2 separate regions of the Mus musculus genome follow, and region 2 is linked to region 1. Evidence: chromatin contacts called from public HiChIP or PLAC-seq data. All regions are on one chromosome and are shown on one strand. Each heading gives the region's core, a stretch centred on a gene start, on an enhancer-like site or on the middle of the called end of the contact. The rest is flanking DNA. Distances are from core to core; before and after follow the strand shown.

The links. HiChIP or PLAC-seq counts read pairs in DNA pulled down with a chosen protein or histone mark.
Region 2: a contact with region 1 is called in a FOXA1 HiChIP or PLAC-seq map of pancreatic cancer cells. The contact joins the promoter of Pla2g2e here to the enhancer-like site in region 1. A contact is called at or near these places in 5 of 39 promoter capture datasets (the C10 cell line, Sertoli cells and embryonic stem cells), 3 of 115 datasets of contacts at active chromatin or transcription factors (embryonic basal ganglia, microglia and pancreatic cancer cells) and 2 of 9 other capture datasets (adipose tissue and liver).

The regions. Positions count from the first base shown.
Region 1 is chr4:138,536,103-138,538,700 of GRCm38.p6, forward strand. No RefSeq gene overlaps it. Among named protein-coding and RNA genes, the nearest start is that of Gm32549, 41 kb to the left of the region's middle. Within about 2 kb of position 1,324, at least 44 of the 459 cell types and tissues checked have an H3K27ac peak or open chromatin away from gene starts, as enhancers often do. A contact at or near this core is called in embryonic basal ganglia and pancreatic cancer cells, where this site is marked.
Region 2 is chr4:138,876,618-138,879,215 of GRCm38.p6, forward strand. Pla2g2e (phospholipase A2, group IIE) reads left to right here and starts at 1,325. Exons shown (of 5, transcript NM_012044.2): 1 at 1,325-1,455.

The sequences.
Region 1 (2,598 bases), core at 74-2,573:
ATGACTATAAGCCTTGGGACTTCTACTGGCACCAGTTGGAAATAAGGGTGCCTCTCTTCCATGGGCAGGATGTGTGTCCCCAGCGGCTGACCTATGCCATCTCAGGGAATGACTTTGCCTTAGCTTAAAGTTATAAGAAAGAAGCCAAGGGGGACATGTTTGGTTTGGTTTGGTTTGAACCAGGGTTGTGCATGTCCCAAGCTGGCTTTGAACTTGCTAGAGAGCTAAGGGTAACCTTGACCTTCTGGTCCTCCTATATCTATTTTCCGAATGCTAGGGTTACAGGTGTACTCCACCATACCTGTATTTATTCAGTGCAGGAGGACTGGACGCAGAGCTTTGTGCATGACAGACAAGCACTCAACCAACCGAACTATAGCCCCAGCTCCTCTGTAGACATTTTTGGGAGCACTTGGAGCCAAGCCTGAGGCCAGCAGACTTGTTCCAACATGAGTAAGCACATCTCATGTGGGTGGGCTCGTTTCACTGACAGAGAAGCGTTAAGCTGAAGGTTCGGTCTGACCCTGTCTATTATAAGGGTTATCGTCTGGGGGTCCAAGACTAGCCAATGACTCGGGACAGTGCTCCAACTCCTCAATGTTAGACTGCCACCCTTTCTTGCCGCCATGTGCTGACGAGGTGCCTTGGGATCTCAGAGCCTTGTGAATGGCCCTGTTCCATTCTCATTGCTGCAAAGTGGCAGTGGTCGGCATCACATAACCTCAACGTGGATGGAGATCCTTAGCCATGTGATAACTCTCTGAAGAAGCCCCTGGACCTTTCAAACATCAAATGAATCTGCCCTCACAAAGTTCCAGTAGCAGTAGTGGGTTCCACCACCGTCCAGTCCAAGGCCCTCAGCTGTCAGCAAGGGATGGTGGGAGATCAGAAGTTGAGACCCTCAGGGGCAGTGATGTGTCTTCTTTCTTATTAAATTAAGGTGTGTGCTAGCATGAAGTAGAATTACTTTCGTCCTCAGTTTCCCTAGACTATACTCTCTGGCTTCCTTTACCCTCAGAGCTTGCCCCATTTCTCCTCTGACTCCTCGCCACTCTCCACACCCTCCCTCCTTGCCTGGCCTCCCCATTTCCAAGTCTCACCCCCTTCAATCCCCATCCTTACCCCATCTGCCTTTCTCTCTGGCTCACAGCTTACCTCACACCCCTGTGCCTTTCTTTCCCTAGGTCTTTAGGTTTAGCCCCAACAGTCCTGCCCCAGGCAGCAACCTCGCACCTGTCTCTGTTTCTCCCTCCCTCTCCTGCAGGTGGCCCACTGCCAGTCGGGCACCAGCCGGGTTGCCATGGGAACCGCTGAGCAGCTTAGGAAGCTGCCATAGATCTAATCACAGGCTGTGAAGCTTCAAGGAACAGCTCCCTTTCTGTAGAAACACCACTGACAGCCAATTAGGTGGGGTTGTGGAGGAGGAGGCTGGGAGAGGGACAGGAGCCATAGAAGATGTCTAAGGCAGGGCCTGGCCTCGTGACCACCCAGGGCAGAAGGTCACATCTACCCAGCCCACACTATGTTTCAAATCCTTTGAGAAGATATTCTGGATGTCTTCAGGACTTTTACTCTTGTTTCTCTTGTCATTCCTTCGATCCACTGATTTTCTCATTCAGTCATTTATATACCAGACATCCCTAAGGGTCCTGAGACTGGCCAGACAGTGGGGGAAGACAGATCCTTATGTGGAAGGCTGCCCCTAGTGGACCAAGGATCACTGGTTGGAGGCCTATATTGGCGTGGGGAAGATCTGAGGTGGGCAGGAGACCATTGCTGGCTGGGCAGGTTGGAGAGAATAAGAGATCTGGGAGTGGCTTCACGGGGGACCGATGAGTCGTGTCTCTAGGGGAGAAACAGGGTGGCATAAGCCAAACCACAGGGAGCCTAGACTTTGTCCTGCAGATGGGTGTGGCATGCCTTTGAGAGTGTATCCCAGGAGATTTAGGCAAAGCAGGGTGAGGCCAAAAGAAGCCACTGTGGGTAGAGACTCTTTATAGCACCCAGGTTCCCTGGAGTCAGGAGGGCAAGAGTGGGGAATGGGGCGGGGGTCCCCACCTGTGATCACTCTCCACACTGTACACCCATGGTGGTGGTTAGGGGTCAGAAGGGGCTTCAGTTCTGTCGCCCCTCAGAGGGGCTCTCCCAGACACCAGGCTTTTGGTTTCTCTTATCCCAACCAGAGAATGTGTTTGCATATCATTTGCATGCATTTGCATGTTCTGTGACAAGGCTCAGCATTACGTGTGGAAGCCACATTTTTCTCACCAGGGTGTTTTCGTCCTGAATCAGAGTTCAGGTGCAAAGAGAGCAAGGTTCTCCACTCTTTCCTGGCCTAGCCAACTGCTCCCAAATTCCTCCCCTCACCTCAGAGCCTTGACCTCACCTCCCGCTCAGCAGTTAACAAGATAGAAGCCAAGTAGCCAGGCTCCCTCTGGCCCGGAAACTTGGTATCTCAGTGTGACTTGGGCATGTTGGGTTTTTCCCCCCCATGCCTGCACCTGTCCTTGAGTGAGTGTGGCGCTTATCACAGGTTGGAGGGTGGGCATCATCCGAGTCTGTTAACCCTGTGGGTACAGCATCCCAGGCCCTAGCATT
Region 2 (2,598 bases), core at 75-2,574, 340 kb after region 1:
GTGTGCACATGTATGTGTATGTGGGTACATGTACACATGTGTGTGCTTGTGTGTACATGTGTTGCATACCTGTACTCACAGGTATACACACCCATGAATGTGCATGAAGAGGCCAGAGGAAGACATTAGGTATCCTGCTCTCTCACTCTCTTATTCCCTTGAAACAGTCTCTCTCGATGAACACAGAGACAGCCAGCAGCCAGCAAGCCCCAGTCATCCTCCTGTCTCCATTCCCTAAAGCACTGAGGTTCCAGACATGTACAGCCACACGTGACTATTTATGTGGGTGTCGGGGATTTGAACCCAGGCCCTCACACTTATGCAGCAAACCGTCTCACCGACTGAGCCCAGCCCCCTGAAACCCCTTACTCTTTATTATTTTAGACATGTAGCCCAAGCTGGCCTTAAACTACTCCTACACACACAAAGATGACCTTTAGTTTCTGGCACTCTCGCCTCTGCCTGCTGAGCGCTGAGGTTCCAGATGGGCACCCACATACCCAGGTCACGCAGGGCAGGGCATCAGATCCAGGGCATCAGATCTGCCAAGCAAGCACTGCACCAACTAGGCTGCCTCTCCAGCTCCCCCAAAGATACAAATAAATACCAAGAGCAAGAAAATGGCACTGCAGTCTGAGCTCCTCAGTGTCTCACACATATCCATCCTGACCTCCATGTCAACCACTCCAGCTGCCACCCTGGAACCCCACCCTTCCATCCGACTATCAAGTAGAGACAGTGGTCCCATGAGTGTGCTGGAAGCATAGGCTCCCTGCATGCTTCCCCCCTCCCCCTGCCCAATATTGATTGGTTCCCCCTGAGGACAAGGCTGCCCACAAAAGGCCTTGCCATCTCATGTCTCCTTTGTCTGGCTTACAGCCCTAAAAAGTCAGTCTAATTATTTCCATTTTTATAGATGATTCAGGTCCTGACTTTGCTGTAATTTCTGCCACATTGCACAAGAGGTGTGAAGGCCCTAACACCAACACCCTTTCTGGAATGTCTGAACCTTTCTAAGTCCAGCTTCCACTAGCATTGCACTTCAATGGGGTAGCCTCCTCCAGGAAGCTAGCCCAGATTTCTCCAACATGATACAGCCCTATGGGAACATTCAGTGTCCCATCCTGCCCAGGTCAGGATTCAAAAGCAAACTGTCTCAGAATCCAGGCTCCTCTTGCGCTCCCTACTCCCAGGGACTAAACTTCGATGCCATGCTGTTGGGAGTCAGCTGTTCCTATGACTCATGGTTTGAGGCCTCGTGACCCAGGCCAGAAGCTAGGGACTGCCAGAAGAACTCTCATTAAAAATCAAAAGGAAATGGCAAGAAAAGAGACCTCTCTCAGTAGACGGTGACTCAGAGCTGCAGGGTGTACCAGGCAGGTGGACTTGGTCCCCATCACCTTTGCAACAGGGACAGAGCTTGCAGTACCCAGATGCCCCTGGGAGGTGGCAGAGGTAGGAGTGTGGTTTCAGGAAGTGGATGGGCAGGGTTGGATGTGGGGTTGAGGCCCTGTGTATAGCCTTGTTTACAACTCCCCTCCTGTGTTCAAAACCTTTCTTCCCCAGTCACATAGCCGAGGGAGTCGGGCTACTCAGAGCTCTCCTCCTGACTCTTCAGAGAAACTTCCCAGGGACAGGGCACTTTGGCCAGGGTGTCTAGATTCCTTCTCTTGAGACCCAGCCAAGTCCACAGAATGCAGACAGACCCCAGGCCCTCAGAGCAGCTGAGGCTTGAAGCTGGACAAGGGGTCATTAGTCACGTGCCCCAGGTGCCTCCTCCCATGAGAGTTTTTCCCGAGACTGGAAGAAAAATAGAGAAGAGAGAATTAGGCTTTATAATTGTGTTATTATAAAGTCAGACATAGTCCAGGCTGTATTAACATCATTCCTCTGATTTTATTTAAAAAACAAAAAACAAAAAACAAATCGTGGTCTGAGTAGCACAGCGCTCACCTACCCACCCCCGCCCTCAGCCCAAAGGGGCTAAGTTGGCCCTTGGTGAGCCCTTTAGGGCTGCCTGGGTCCACATTCCAGCTCCTTATTTACTGAGGTGTCTGTCTGTCTGTCTGTCTGTCTGTCTGTGTCAGTCCCCACCTCACCCCCTGTCGTGGGCTATGGAGGGTCTTTGGCCCTGTGTACACCCCTGTGGCCCTGCACATGCTCAGTGCGAGCCAGTTCTCATGAAGGAGGTGAGGCAGGATGCCCCTGTCTCTGTAACACAGACAGGAACACTGAGGTCCCAAGCAAGGGAAAGGGACTGCCCAGGGCCTCGTGCGTGATCCGTGGTGGAAACAGGATTCAGAAAGCCCTGGGTGTTGACAGAAGCAGATGGCCAAGTTATCTCAGTCACCAGTCATGAAGAGGGACGGTTGGGGAGGAACACTTCTGCACTGGAAACAGGACACACTCGGAACTTGGCTCCGAGAAAGCTTCAGTTTCTCCACAGCACTGGGCCTCATCCAATGGGTTGGTTACAAGGAAATGAACACAATAGGAAGCATAGGGGAAAAAATGGGGCACAGACCCCGGGAGCAAAGTTAGCAATTTAAGAGTGTGGGGGTCCAGAGAAGGTGGAACAGAAGGAAAGATGGCCACACG